Linked DNA regions of Mustela erminea: region 2 is linked to region 1. The links are chromatin contacts, called in public Hi-C maps. All regions are on one chromosome and are shown on one strand. The core of a region is the stretch at or near the end of the contact, and the rest is flanking DNA. Distances in the headings are between cores, read along the strand shown.

Evidence for each region. Hi-C and Micro-C count contacts between places; a contact is called where the count stands out from the background.
Region 2: a Hi-C map of fibroblasts shows a contact between it and region 1, with 5 times the contacts expected there. The contact joins the promoter of CLP1 here to the promoter of SSRP1 in region 1. A contact is called at or near these places in 2 of 3 Hi-C or Micro-C datasets (fibroblasts and skeletal muscle).

Annotation. Positions count from the first base shown.
Region 1 is chr9:101,125,610-101,129,844 of mMusErm1.Pri, reverse strand. It overlaps SSRP1 (FACT complex subunit SSRP1), which reads left to right and starts at 1,445. Exons shown (of 17, transcript XM_032356520.1): 1 at 1,445-1,603; 2 at 2,084-2,219; 3 at 3,145-3,330; 4 at 3,878-3,983. The coding sequence starts at 2,166. P2RX3 (P2X purinoceptor 3) reads right to left here and starts at 559. Exons shown (of 12, transcript XM_032359012.1): 1 at 1-559.
Region 2 is chr9:101,380,753-101,384,803 of mMusErm1.Pri, reverse strand. It overlaps CLP1 (polyribonucleotide 5'-hydroxyl-kinase Clp1), which reads right to left and starts at 1,806. Exons shown (of 3, transcript XM_032359103.1): 1 at 1,653-1,806; 2 at 278-905. The coding sequence starts at 883.

The DNA.
Region 1 (4,235 bases), core at 196-2,695:
CACTTCCCTGTGATGTCACGGCAGGGGTGGGGTCTCCAATCCCCGGCTCCTGATTGCCTGGGATGCAACCGGCTAGGGCCCTCTGGGAGTCATGTTTTATCTGCACTCTGTCTACCCTTTCTGTTCCGTTCTCTTATGCTGCATCTCCATCCCGGCTCACCAGCGGCTTTCATGCTCTCCTTAAAAGCCCTTGCAATGCCCCAGCTTTGTTTTCCTGGGAGTTTACTTCTCTGAATCTTTCGTTTGAGAACATGCTCCTGGAAGGCTGGGGCTGTTTCTGTCTTGTTTCCTAGTTTCCTCAAATCCTAGAATTGAGTGGGAGCTCAATCCCTAGTTACTGAATCCGGGTGAATGCATGTTACGGGCCGGTGCTAGAACAGCTAATTCCCAGAGGTTGAAGTGCTGAGGTCAGGGAGCAGCACAGCCTTCCGGCCGGCCGCCTCTTATCCCAGGGCTCAGTTAGCAAGCGGGTATAACTAAGTCAGATTGTCAGGGAAGTCTTGAATTTAAATATTCTGTCCTAGGGGCGCCTGGGTGGCTCAGTCAGTTAAGAATCTGCCTTTGGCTGGGGTCTTGACCGCAGAGTCCTGGGCTGGAGCCCCGCCTGGGGCTCTCCGCTCTGTGGGAAGCCTGCGTCTCCCCCTGCCTCTGCCTGCTGCTCCCCCTGCTTGTGCTCTGTCAAATAAAGAAATAAACTCTTAAAAAAAAAAAAAAAGTTCTGCTCTAATGTCTTCACGCAGGACAGGTACCATCCATCGTTCTGGATGCGGATCGCCGTGGTTAGGACAGAGAACTGGGGGAGGAGGGCGGCAAGGAGACTTGGGGCCCTGGGCACATCCTCTTTGGGCCTCTGTTTTCCCATCTGCAAAGGCAGGTTGGGGCGGACACCCTCAAACACCTCTCCTGGGCGGGCCTCCAGGTTTCGAATCCGGGCGGGCTCTGAGGGCACCGCCTCGAGCGCGGGAACCTGACCCCGCCATCCGCCAGCTTCCTCCAGGCCTCCCCGACCCCGCGGTTTCCGAAGTGAAGTGTCTGGGCGCCGGGGCGACTAGGACAGTCACCGTGACGCCGGCACCCCGCGTGCGGGCGGCTCGTGTCTCTCCGCAGCGCGCGATGTTTGTCTTCTCGCCCCCACAGACTCCTTTCCACTACCCCACAGGGGCCACCCCGGTGCAGGGCGGCCTGGGAGAGACACGCGCACGCGTCCGTGGGAAGCCCGACAAGAGAGAACTACAGCATTTCTCTCCAGAACCTAGTCCTCCACTGGAGAGGGGTAATTTTTGAAGCAGCCCTCCACCCTCCCATCTTCTCCTCAGGTGCCACGCGGTGCGAGTTGAATCACAGCTCGCCTTCCCTCAGGTCCTCCTGGGCGGTTGACGCTCTAGGAGGCCGCCTCGTAGGCGGGCCGGGCTCGTGACTCTCTAGCCGGCTCACCGTCTCTGTGGTCCGTGCACGGCTTCCGGTGGCGGGACGCGGGGCCGCGCACGCGGGAAAAGCTTCCCCAGCGTCCCCCCCCATCCCCCTTGTCCCCGCCCCCCCTCCCGCGTCCCCCAGCGCGCCCACCGCCCGCACCTGGGCCGTCGCGAGGCTGCAGCTTGAGGAGGTGGGTGGTCGCCGGCCCTGTGCCCCGAGAGGGCGCGGGCCCTGCTCCCCCCGCGGGATCCTCAAGATGGACCGTTCCGCGTTCGAATCCACGGGCAGCGGGCGAATCCATTTTAGGGGGCGGGGGAAGCCGCGGGTCCAGGGCCGCGGCGCGGTGGGAGTGCTGGGAGGGAAGCCTTGCACTCGGAGCTGGGTCGGGGCGCGGCTGAGGGTCAGGCCCCGGGGTTCTGCTGCCCGTTGCCATGGCGCCCGGTGGAGCGCCCCGAGCCGGTGTCGGGTCCCGCTGTAAGCGCTCCTCCAAGCCGGGTTCTCCAGCCCCTGCTGGGCCTGACTTCTTGAGGTCTGCGGGGCCCGCTGTAGGTTTCCAGGCAGAGGAGATTCTGAGACATCCCAGGCTCCGCCAGGGCTTGCCACCTGGCTCCATCCGTGGGCCGAGTGAGATGTTCTCTCTGATGTTTGTCTAGCCCCCTCTTAAATTCAGATTCCCAACGTGCTGAGTGCCCGCACACCCACCCAGGAGTTGGGGCCCTGCTCCCAATCGAGGTCAACAGGGGCAGATCAGTATGGCGGAAACACTGGAGTTCAACGACGTCTATCAGGAGGTGAAAGGCTCCATGGTAAGAAGGATCTTGGCTTTTAGTAAAGGCTGAGAGAGGGAAGGCGGAGTGGACCATTCGCCCATTAGGAAGAGCTTGCTTTGATGATGTTGCTATTTTAGAAAAGGAGCGGGAGGGTAATGTGTAGTTGGTGTTTCCCCCAACAAAGGGCAGTGCATACAGATCTTCCTGCCCCTCCAACGGGGTTACATCGCCAAAAACTCATCGTGAATTGAAAATACTGTTTAAGTCCAAAACGTATTTAAAACATCTAACCCGATGAGCATCGTAGGTTAGCTTAGCCTTAAACAGGTTCACAATGTTTTCATCGGTGTACAGTTGGGCAACACCATCAAACACAAAGTCTACTTTATAACAAAGTTTGAACATCTCATGTAATTTGTTAAATAGTGTCCTGAAACAGTGAAACAGAACGGGTAGAGAAGGGTGGTATGCGTATTGGTTGTTGACTCTGGTGATCAGCCCTGGTGATTGTGTGGCTGACTCGGAGCTTGTGGCTCCGTGCCACCGCCCAGCATCAGGGGACGATTGTACCACCTGTTGCTAGCTTGGGAAAAGATAACAGATTCAAAACTCAAATTATGGTTTCTGTTAAATGTGTATCATTTTCACACCTTCATAGAATTGAAAAATTCTAAGTTGAGCCATGGTAACTCAAAAAGCGTCTGTATAGGCGTTCTAGGATTGCAGTTTGAAAGGGACCTTTCGTGGGGCTCTGTCCCAAGGGCAGACTAGGACCTGCAGGGATTTTGGATGCCCGGGTTTGGTTTTAGGATCCAGATTTCCTGGTAGCTTGTCTCTTCTTCCTCACCCTCCTCCTGCATCTGTTGGTCCTGCATCAGGGTCTGGCCAGCCCAGTTGTAGGCGTTGTGCCCTGGACACAGTGTGTATTGTAACCTTGCATTTGGGCCTGTTTTCCCAACAGAACGATGGCCGGCTGAGGTTGAGCCGCCAGGGTATCATTTTCAAGAATAGTAAGACGGGCAAAGTGGACAATATCCAGGCCGGCGAGTTGACTGAAGGCATCTGGCGCCGTGTCGCCCTGGGCCACGGACTTAAACTGCTTACGAAGAATGGCCATGTCTACAAGTATGACGGCTTCCGAGAATCGGTGAGGTGTCCTGTGGCCATAAACTTCCTTTTACTGTGCCACCTGGTGTCGTATTCTAGAAAGAGTTGGGGCTCTTTTGATAAGCATGTAATTGCTAGTTTTGGCCTCTCAGAGCAGGGCCATTATGGCCATTAAGCAGTGTTCAGCCTTGGGTGTCTTGTGCTTTGACTCCAGAAGGTTTCCTACCATTGTGAATTTTTGGGTGGTTTCTGCTCATTGCCTTTGTCCAGATTCAGAATCTTAGTGCTTTAGTTTGAGGTTTGTTTTTCTGTTTTGAACTGTTTGAGTTAAATGCTTTACTGCATGTTAATTTCCCTTTCATTAAAGCGCTGCCTGTATAAAGTCAGCATGGGGAGACCCATGACCAGGAGGTGACCATACTTTACGCCTCTCCTACTCTGAGATCCAGCCCCTGGCCATAGCTTCTTTCAACAGCTGGGTTTCTGATAGAAGGTAGATTGAGGGCAGTTTCTCAGAGAGAATCCCAGAATGTTTGTGTTAAGGCCACAAGGATTTGTAGGGACTTCTGTCTCCTCTCTGCCCACAGGAATTTGAGAAACTCTCGGATTTCTTCAAAACTCACTATCGCCTTGAGCTGATGGAGAAGGACCTCTGTGTGAAGGGCTGGAACTGGGGGACAGTGAAGTTTGGTGGTGAGTCTGGGGAAGACTGAGGTTTGGAGAAGAAGGTAGGATGCCGGGTTGCAGCCTTTACCTTGTTTTGCTCTTTTTCTGCTACTATTTCTACTACCTATCAGTTTGTAATTCATCATAAATTTATTGAGGACCAGTAGTGTAAGAGGCACTATACCTGGTCTTGAGGGTATAGTGAGGCCAAATAGTCCAGCGCTCTGTCCCTGGGATGGACAGTCTGGCAGGACTGTTGTTTATGCAGACATAAATTAT
Region 2 (4,051 bases), core at 557-3,056, 250 kb before region 1:
GGGAGTCTGCTTCTCCCTCTGACCCTCCCCCTTCTCATGCTCTATCTCAAGTAAATAAATAAAATATTAAAAAAAAAAAAAAAAAGAACAGAGCCACAGAAACGTTTAACAATCTGAGGTTGACTTCTATTTGAGGCTGTCTTTTCCGAAATCATGTGGCCATCATACCAGCTGAGAGGGAGCAACGAAATGGTCATAGACGGTTTTAATTAGCACACTTTTGCACAACTTTCTACCCTAACAGCAGCCCTTCCCTCCATCCCACATTGGCTCTGACCTTATTATAAAGCTTGATGTTGGTGCCAGGAGTCGTGGAGCCAAAATGATATACCAAAGGGGCTTGGATAGAGAATCCCTCTTCAACATCTGCTGGCCGCTCAATGTAGAGGGCCCCCATGGTACCAGGGATGGAAACGGAGCCCTGGCCCACATCCAGCTCCACATAAGTGGGACGGCGGCCCAAACGCACTGCGTAGTTGAGCAGTAGACGACACACTGTGGACTTGCCCACATCAGTGGGGCCCACTACCATCACCCGGGGGCCTCGCTCTTCTTCCTTCTCCGCCTGCCTCCTCATCTGCTCCAAAGCTGTGTGAGTATTGAGATAAAGCAACATAGGTGTGTCCTTGGAGACATAAGCCACCTCGGTGCGGCCACTCAGCTGTAAAGAACAGCCATGCCAAGTGAAAACAGCCACCTTGGCACCAGCATCAAAGGTGAATTTCTTGTTTCGGGTCAGCTCTGTGCCAAAGATTTCTGCCATGCCGGCCAGCAGCTCCAACTGAACTGACTGAGATGCCTCCACCTCAAAGCGAAGTTCTGTTTCTCGCTCTAGTTCAAATTTAGTTGTTGGCTTCTTGTCATCGTTGGCCTCCTCTCCCATCTTTTCTGTGTAGCTGCTGTGCCTAGAACACAAATTAATTATCAGATCTAAACGGAAGTTACGACACTCTTCAAGATCCTCCCATGGATAGTTCCCCTTACCTTGCTTTATTTTTCTCCCTACGTGTCTCACTATGTGTTTGTTTATTGTCTGACTACCCCCGCCGGAATCTAAGGGTTGGGCAGTGTGGTGTGCTGCTGTATCTCCAGTATCTAGAATAGGGCTTGACAACCCGAAGGCACTTCATAAATTCACCGAGTGAATAAATGATTCAGACATAAAATTATTTGTACACATTGACCTAAGACTTGATTATATCACCTCCATAGCTCCTTTCGTCACTCTACGGGGATACTCCACTTGAGAGGGCAACAAATGTCCACTCCCCAACTCTCTTAATCAACAAGAAAGGGCGTCTGCAATCTGGATGCAAAGCAGAAAATACTGAGTTTGGACTTAGAAAAGAGCAGTAACGCCCCGCTCAGCAACTGCCAAGTACCGTCGTTAGACAAATCACCTTATCTCTCTAGACCTCTTCCTCGGCTGTCAACTGGAGGCACTTAGGCTTCCTCTTACAAAGCGTTGTTCCGGGCACTGCCGAAGGGAAAAAATTACTCCGTCGTCTAGAAATCGCCGAGAAATAGTGAAGAATGATCTCCGACCGCGAGCCGCAGCTCTAAGTCCAGGATCTGTCCCGGGACCCACAGACGCCGAAATCCGTCCTGGCCCTAAGGGGGCGACGGTTGCATTCCCGAGCCTATTATCTCACCTGCGCAGCCACAAACCCAAACCCGTAAATGGAAGAGCCCCGACGCCACCTAAACCCAACAGCACTCCACGCTGGCCCAGACCAACGCCGGAAACAGAGGCGGTTCCGCACTTGCGCAATGGAGAAGTCGCGGTCGCGTGATGCCTCTCGGGATGTGTAGTTTTGTCAGAATGACCTCAGGATGCTGTGCTCGCGCAGCCGCTCGGCCTTCTGGGAGTTGTAGTTAGGGGATTGTTTTGCTCGTGACGCCAAAGGTGGGCGGGGCGGCGGCCGTCATTGTTAGCGAAGCTGGCCAGCAGTGGGTAGGAGGCGTGGCGGTTACGCCCCGAGCGAGGCGGGGACCCGCCAAGGAGCCAATGGTTGCCGAGGCGCGGCTCTGTGCGGACTCTAGCGCCAGTGTTCCCGCTCACCTGCCGCGGGGAAAAGAGAGGGGCGGTGGAGAGGCCCTTGGGGGGTAGTGGGAAGGCGGGGGAGGAGGAGGGTGTTGGCGGGAGGGAAGGGGCTGGCTAGTTGGGCTCGCCATCTGGGTCCCACGACCATCTGCTTGCCTGGACCACAAGCCTGGCGGTGGGGGGAATCTGGGAGTAAGGGAAAGTGGAGGAAAACAGCCTGTGGGAGGCCAACCTGGGCTGTCATTCCCTCTCTGACACAGCGCTTGGCACCTAGAGGGCATTAAAAAATTTTTTTAAAAGAATAAATTTTTTCCAACAACAAGAATTTCTTCCAACAATGTCTCTCCTCTTGAGAGGGAATTTCTGTTGGTGACTCGTTTCCCCTCCCTGAATTCCTGACAGTTCTACAAAGCCAATCATTTATTCCACAGGCAACAGTTTGGGCCACATCTATAATCCTCAGGAGCTTGGGCTTTGGAATCTTATGCTCTGCTTTGCCACGTTCTTGCTGTGTGACTTTGGGCAAATCAGGCATAAATGCTCTGAGACCCAGTTTCTGGTCTGTAAACAGGGATAATAACAGTACCCAACCTCTTAAAGTTGTTTTAAAGATTGAATGGGATGATACTGTAAAGTACTAAGCACAGTGTAACAGGGCATCTGATATTAGCTTTCAAGTTTTTATTTTAGGCTGAGGAGGGGGAGCTCTAATAATGCCATCCATTTGTACAATAGTTTAAAATTTTCAAAGCCTTTTCCAGTATCTTCTCTCACAGCCAACCTATAAAGTCAGTTTTATTATCTCCAATTTCAGATGAGGAAGGAGACTAAGGTAGGTGAAGGGACTTGCCCAAGTTAGGGCTCAAGCCCAGGATTTGGGATTCTGAGTCCAGTTACTATAGGAGCAAACACATAGTGTTAGATGCCAGGTACAGTCTCTGAGTTTTACAGGTGTAAATTCATTTAATCCTCACAGGAGTCCTATGAAGCACATACCATAATTAACACCCCCCAGTTCAGGGATGAGTAACTTCCTTTAGTCCAACTCCCATGGTTACTCGAAGCCTGGGACGATTATTTTCTGGGTTGCCTCTTTCACACCAACCCTGCCTTAGCACTCATTCTGTCTGAGTGCCATCCTCACTTCCCAAGGCTTATTCCTTAATGGTTTGCTTGAATTCATTCATTCACCACACATGCATTAGTTCTCCAGTGAACTTCCAGGTATCCCATAACTTTTCACCACTCTTCAAAAATTCAGTTCCAGGCTTCTATTTGCAAATTCTCTTCCGGAATAAGCTCAGCCTCTCCTCTTTCCCTGCAGTCTATTTCCCAGATCTGTTTCTTCGCCTCCACACTCTGTCCCTCGAGGCAGTTTCTCCCAATTATCTGAAGGTCATATTTATTTGGCTTATTTATATATCCATCTCAAGCTGAACTTAGGGAAAAGAAAGTCTCCTTGCCTTTAGATTATCTCCATTTCACTCCCCCCTGCCCCCCCTTTTTTAAAGTAATCTCTGCCCCCCATTGTGGGGCTCTGACTCACGACTCCCTTCCCCCACCCAGATCAAGAGTCACATGTTCCACCTACTGAGCCAGCCAGGCCCCCTCCAATTCACTCCTTAAACAGAATGAGGACACAACATTTACAGCATGCATGCTTGCCTACATTCTCTCTTCTTCCTTGTCATCTTTCACCAAGCGTTCCTGCCATCTCCACTCCCACCCCCAAAGAATACTGTCCTCATACGTCTTTTTCATTCTCCTCTCCAGTTAAACCCTTGATCATTTTCTTCCTGAGTTAATTGGAATCCCCTTTTTTTCCCTCCAAACTTTCAGTCCTTGCCCTAAGAACTACTCGCCTACCTTTCCCCCCACTTCCCATTGTTTTCCTCAAGAATGGTTCCTCAAATTCGTCTCCCCACTTACCTTTCCTCTTTCTTCTGCTGCCCAGACAGAAACACTTCTTTCTTTTTTTTTTTTAAGATTTTATTTATTTAACAGAGA